Linked DNA regions of Drosophila melanogaster: region 2 is linked to region 1. A link is a contact called in public Hi-C data. All regions are on one chromosome and are shown on one strand. Each heading gives the region's core, a stretch centred on a gene start, on an enhancer-like site or on the middle of the called end of the contact. The rest is flanking DNA. Distances are from core to core; before and after follow the strand shown.

Region 1 (3,539 bases), core at 804-3,303:
AGCCTGCGGCACCTAAAGAGTAATTTTGTGAACAATTTTATTATTATTTTCACCTGAAATATTTAGCTATTACAAGTTAGTGTTATACATTCGAATTGTGCAAAGTTCTTCAGACATTGGTATATTTTATATATAAATTATTGGTTACATATTTTACTGACCCTCAAATACGGTCTCTCTCAATAGGGTTTGCGGTTTTGATTTTGCATTTATGTGAAGCCATCAACTTGAGACAGGTGGTCAATAGACAGGATGTTAGGGAGAAGCCGGCAGGCAACAGCAAGGCTTAAAAAGAACCCAATTAAGTAAAAACCCTGATGTGCCAGTTTATGTACATATGTATACAGGTGTATGCGGGTGAAATTGCCGTGACCAGTGGCAGGTGACAGTCGAAAGGTGATCGACCCACAGCAGTCAGTTGGCAACACAAAAGTAGTTTTGCCAAGGACTTTACCACTTTATCACTGTACATACATATATGGCTCCAGTTTTTTGAAAGAATGATTGTACTAAAGACCAAATAAAAGAAATTCACAATGGCTTGAAAAGACATTAACTTTCACACAAAATCTTTTTTTTATATAGAACGAACGGGTGCTGAAAACTATGTTAAATGTCTTTTTTTCTTACACTTGTAATTATATCTGCAATGTGTGCAAATTTCAAGAGAGCAAATCGAGCGAATTGGATGAGTGCAAGGAGAGTGTGTTCGCGCGCGTTACGCCCCTTGATTTAATTTGCCAACTTCTTGGGATTTTGCATTTTAATATAAACACTTTTACTCCTAGTTGGCTGCTTATATCGCAAGCGAGACAGTTGTCTCTTTTTTATACACACATTTTCACACACGCACAGTCACAAGCACAATCACAAGTGGGAAGTTCTGCTTCCTTTCCCTCCCATCACTTGCCATCCGCCCACCCCAGTGCAGACACCGCGACGAAGAGGGGAGAGCTATCAAGACCAAGACAGAGACAGAAATAGACACACAGCGTTTTTGCATATACTTCTCTCGTGGACCACGTGCTCATTAAATCGCTGAAGGCAATTCATAGAGAACATCCAACAACCGACTAGCGCGGCACAGCACCCTTTCCTGTGCCTGTGGTGTGCTCTTTTCAGCTTCTTTCCTTCCTGCGACTTCCGTTCGCACACCCTCGTTGCTCTCAGCTCAAGGCAGCTCGGCTTTACTCGGCTGGGATCGTTTGGCACATAATGCAATTAAAAATAAAAAACTATTCCCGGACGGAATCCGTTTTCGATAGCTTCGATACATCAAACAAAATAGTGCAGGATTGTCCTCATTGGAAGTGGAATGAAACTCTGCTTTTGTCTACGGATTGAAGTTTTTGTTGCTAGGGACCAGAACTCCAATACCAATGCACCTCACACATAAGGATAAGGGTGAGTGTATTGTTTTCTGCTCGGAACTGCACCGTTAGCATGCACCCATATTTCCGACTGATTTAAACATGTAGCAGAAGCGAACTGAATATTTTACGAAGAAGTGCCGCAGAATTGTTCCGGCATGGTTGTTATTTACTCTAATCGAATGTATCCATTTGCAGGTATGGGCAGGAAGTTGGGCTGATCTCGCAATGCATTTTTTTGAAACTGGTCGAAAGGTTCACGGTGTTCTTCATTCTTGCCATTATAGGTTTTTTTTGTGATACTCTGTTCGACACAACGCAAAAGTAAAAAGTAAATATAAAACTCAAGTAGACGCCGTATAACAACGCGCACCCATATCGAACTTTACATAGATATCACTATTCGCAGAATTGGGATTGGGCTAGCAGTGAATGATTGATTACAGAGGTAACACATTTCAGATTGCAGTTAGTTTCACTCTTTGGTTGTTTTTTACTATGTCACTTTTTATGTTTTAGCGCATTTAACCAGCGAATAGTCACAGTCACATTTAGTCTCACAGTCACGCCAACGGCAAATATATCATAATGAAGATCTACAGCGAAACCGCATCTTTGAGAGCTCTAAAACTCACCATCCGACCCGCATCTGACTCATTCAACGTTTTTTTTCGACTGAGCTGAGAGGCAGGCTTACTTGTTTACTTGCTGGTTAATGCTCTCCGGGGCTCTCGAGCTCTGCTCTCCTCTTCTTTATTCTCCGAAAGTCCGACCGAGCCGAACAGAATCGAGTCATGCGTACAAATCAACATTCAAGAGAGACACTGAGAGACTTTGGGAGATTTCCGTAATGGGGTAATTATTGCCACGCAGAGTGGTAATTACGTTAGAGCGAGACGGGAGATGATGTGATAAAACGGTGTACCAATGTGCTTTATGCTTTCACAGCGAGCCTCTCTTTTCCTTATTTAATTTCTGCCTGTTGTTATGCATGTGTGTGTGCCTTTGTTTTGTGTGGGTGCAGCTTGGGCAATCATCTTTCATTATTTTTGTATTACTGCCGACGGATGTTAAAAGATCCAACACGGCAAGTTCCACATCCCATTGTCTGCAGAATGATCAGAAATATTATAGTAATTAAACTGGTACAAAACTATCACAATGTCTCTTTTGAACCGAAATACCTACAGGCAAGCATCGTGGACTCAACATTTAAAAGTAGATCCTTTGTTTTCCCAATAACTACTCAATATTTGTATTCGGAGATATCAAAAATATCTATAAATACAAAAATATATGTATAATATTATTCGTATCACATTGTCATTAAATAAAATTTTTTGAATGTGCAAACCGATTAAGCTTTTCCCAATATTATGTGTGTAATATTTTTTATGTTCGCTATAGTAGAATGTATGCGACCCGAGATGATCTTGAATATGCTTACTTACATATGTATTTAGGATCACTAGCAGAGCCGATCAGGCACGTCCGTTATGAATTATGAAACCTTGAGTTCTTTTTAACATTTTTCTGGACCAAAAGAGAATGTTTATACTTCCGCGACATGTCTTGCGTAAATATTGTACAATATTTGTAAAATATCATGCGTACATGCGTACTATTCCACCGGAATAGTCAAAAAATGCATGTTAAAATGTTTCTTCGTTGAACAAACCACTCGAATCATTAAAAAATAATTGAAAATTTTTTTTATGAAGAATTTTTTAAGCTTAAGAGTGCAAACGAGAAAGTTCAACATTTTTAGGACTATCGATAGAATCGATCAGAAAGACAAAATAAATCGAAAAGTTTGTGCATGGCAGTTTTGGGCATTAGAGTGGGCGTATTTATGATACGTCTCTGGAATGTATCTGGAATCTGAATGTTTAATAATCGAGGCGTTCATACGGACAGACGGATTCATACGGATCGAATCTAGTTATCCTGGTCAAGAATATATATATACTTTTAGGGTTTTTTTTCATCGAATCTGGTACCCTATTATAACTTTTGATCGATGCGTACATGCATGCATGCGCTGCATTCTTCTTTCTCTTTTATCTTTTACAGTTTCCGAGATATCGGTGTTAATACGGACAATCGGACCTTTTAAGTGATCCTGCGCTTATATATGCTTATAGGGTCAAGTTTCTACATCTACATCAT
Region 2 (3,553 bases), core at 288-2,787, 300 kb before region 1:
GTTATTTGTGAATCCATAGTTTACAGGGCATTCGGTCTTGGGAACCTTGCAATTTTTGTGCCATTTACGCACCAATGCCATAATAACATACCCCAGATTAGCCGTAAACAAATAGGTAGTTAGTATCGATTAATAAAAATACAAAATATACAATTATGTACATGTCAAATTTGTATGCGTCCAAATACTCAAATCTAGTTTAATAGCATCCACTTAAATAAATACATATATTTAATTAGTTGTAAATTTTCATAACTACTTTAAAGTTTATTATAAAGATTGGCTTGTGTGCATACTTAGTAAACAAATTACAATGTTGTTATAATAACATTATAGTATTCCTATTCCGGCGGTAAGCCGCTTTTTCATAATCCTGGTATTATAATATGCTGGCAATCTAAATGCAAATTTAGGAAATCTAATGCACACGTTGTGTATATGATGAACATGTCTAAGTGTACATTCAAATTATTATTTCACTCTAACATAATTAATTTTTAACATATACAATGCAATCGAATCAAAAAGCTCATAAATCATATACATTTTTAAAATGGCTTTCCAAGCAATTGTATATTAACAGCAAGAAATAGAATACTAGAATAATGGCTTGGAACCAATTAAACAAGAACGCGAAATATATCTTTTTGAAAGTTCAATGAATGATTTCTTTTTTTCCTTGAAAAATATTTCGACAGCTCATCCATCCCTATCCCGTTCCCGTTCGGAATTGTTAGATCACTACAAATCAGTGTTTTGAAAACCGTTACTCGTGAAGTAAAATTATATTATGAATTAGTTTTTTGAATTATTTTCACATTTGTATCGATTAAATTAAGTTAACAACAGGCATCGGTTATTGAAATTAAGAATTACAACAATTTCAATTTGAGTTGCAGCTAGGCGACAGTGATGTACACTAAAAGACCGCTTTCTTTTGGAGCACACTTGGAAAACTTTTGGTATTTTTATTTCAGACCCGACCGAAAACAGTGGAATCTTCGTAAACCTTCGGCCAGCCAAATTGGTCTTCCACCGTTATGTATTTATTTTTAGCATCGGGAGTCTTAGAGCTGCTTCAATTAGTTTTATTAGGTGGTATTATAAATGTAGGCTTTATATTTTGTTTTGTGTTAATATTTTAAATTCATTTAAAATTTTTAATTCATGTCACTGTGGTACTCCCAACTTGGATGCGTGCTGCCTCCACCAGCTTCCTGCTCGAGATGAGGACAGCTACCGTTTTTTGAGAGGCCAACTCCAGGCCGGCCACAGCTAGACATGCTTCGACATCCTTGATAGCTGTGTTTGCGAGGCCCACGATCTTTGTGCTTTCCGGAAGAGCAAGGCTTAGAACACTATTGTACGTGGTGTTCCAGAACATCGGTCCCGTGACCTCTCTGGAGCCCAATGACGATTCGATGACAAGCACGCGAGTGCTGAGGTAGATGCCTTTAAAGGCCCTTAGTGACTCCAGCGTCCTTGCCCAGTCAACCGCGTTGAACGCGTTACAGATGTCCATCCTTACCACCAGGCGTTACTTCTTCGTACCACCCTTCCACTTGGAACCTGAAATGGCTCTGGCAGCAGTGTTGGTAACCGTGGAGATCGCGTCCAGCGTCGACAATCCTTTCCGAAATCCGGTTTGGAGAAAGTACCCCTGCAGCCGCTTTTGCTTCGTCGAGCCTCGCCGCAATCACCTTTTTAAAGATCTTACCCATCGTATCCAGCAGGCATTTGGATACGAGGAAAGTTCGGCCGGGAGCAAGCTTGCTTGTGAGTCGGAGTTCTTGTCCCAGCATCAACAGCGATCTTAACCATTCCATCTGATTGGGGGTGTAGCGGCGTCGTCATTTTTACGTTGAGCAGGCGGAGACAAGCTTGAAATACTACTGACTGAAAGTTACGGCCTTGATCCGAGTAGACGAGCTGTTCGGTGAGGCAGAGCTATACACATCGGTCATTTGACGAAGTAACAAAGCTACATTTCGGTTCCCGAGCACTGTAGTAGGCAAAAGACCCAATATGTCAATCGCAAGTCTTTCAAACGGAGCACATAGAACTGTGGGCTGTAGTTGGCTAACGGTACATTGGGTAAGTCCTTTTCTAACACTGCATCACATCAGCGGTTTGCCTGATCCGAAAGTAGGATCTCTTAAGCGTAGCCACTGTCTTTTCGATTCCGAAATGTCCACCAGTGGTGGAGTTATGGGTGCTGAATAAGCCTTCTTCTATAAGAGGGCGCTGCACCACTAAGGCGGCATCCGCCGTTTTGGTCGTAACCACGAGAAGACCCTTGTCTAAGTAAAGCCGCTTAACCAGATGCCAATACGCTTTAGTTTTTGAACTTTCATTCTATGTCTGGGAGCACCTGGCTCCTAGAAGAGGTCGCAAAGTGCGTAGAGATCGGAGCAGCTCTCTTGTACGCATAGAATAACAGCCAAACACAGTATGTGTGCACACTATCCCAGTCGAAAGTGGAAGTACTCCGGAAGTCCTTTCGGAATAATTCTTTGTCGAGTGGAAGTGCTGCCACATAGGTAAGTTACCATACCTTCTTGCCGGCCGTGAGACTATAATTAATAATTCCCTGATATGTTCCCAAAATATATAAAAAAGACCCGGTTCAAAAAATATTTAATCTTTTATTTTATTTAATTACAAGTCTATAAATTTCAGTGTCAGTAGTAATTGTCATAATCAGTGTTGATTTATTATGTTTATGTTTTGCAAGACAATATATCTAAAACTGTATTGTGAATAATTAATAAGAGTAAGAGTAGCAACATAAGACATGAGAGAATGCTGTAAACGAGTTCCTCGACTATCACATACCCGTTACTCAGCTAGTGTGAATGAGAACGCGAAATTTCATAATTTTTCTGAGATATCGATAGATAAATATAAAAGATTTTTTCACTTTACTCTACAAGTAACAGGAATAGCATCTTCGTATTCACCATTTTAAAATGAGGACATTGTAAAAGTAATATATTATAATAATATACAAATATAACAGTATAAAATATAATAATATATATTAATACAATAATACAATACTTTAATAATGTAATAATATAATAATATAATAATATAATAATATAATAATATAATAATATAATAATATAATAATATAATAATATAATAATATAATAATATAATAATATAATAATATAATAATATAATAATATAATAATATAATAATATAATAATATAATAATATAATAATATAATAATATAATAATATAATAATATAATAATATAATAATATAATAATATAATAATATAATAATATAATAATATAATAATATAATAATATAATAATATAATAATATAATAATATAATAATATAATAATATAATAATATAATAATATAATAATATAATAATATAATAATATAATAATATAATAATATAATAATATAATAATATAATAATATAATAATATAATAATATAATAATATAATAATATAATAATATAATAATATAATAATATAATAATATAATAATATAATAATATAATAATATAATAATATAATAATATAATAATATAA

What was found. A called contact is a pair of places that touch in the nucleus more often than the background predicts.
Region 2: a Hi-C map of the OSC cell line shows a contact between it and region 1, with 4 times the contacts expected there. The contact joins the enhancer-like site here to the promoter of zfh2 in region 1. A contact is called at or near these places in 8 of 107 Hi-C or Micro-C datasets (the Kc167 cell line, the ML-DmBG3-c2 cell line, the OSC cell line and 2 more).

What each region holds. Positions count from the first base shown.
Region 1 is chr4:500,324-503,862 of dm6, reverse strand. It overlaps zfh2 (Zn finger homeodomain 2), which reads right to left and starts at 2,053. Exons shown (of 14, transcript NM_001258496.3): 1 at 2,006-2,053; 2 at 1-12.
Region 2 is chr4:797,540-801,092 of dm6, reverse strand. Sox102F (Sox102F,) reads left to right here. Exons shown (of 5, transcript NM_001014695.2): 5 at 1-657. Among named protein-coding and RNA genes, the nearest start is that of MED26, 10 kb to the right of the region's middle. Within about 2 kb of position 1,537, at least 14 of the 39 cell types and tissues checked have an H3K27ac peak or open chromatin away from gene starts, as enhancers often do. A contact at or near this core is called in the OSC cell line and embryo, where this site is marked.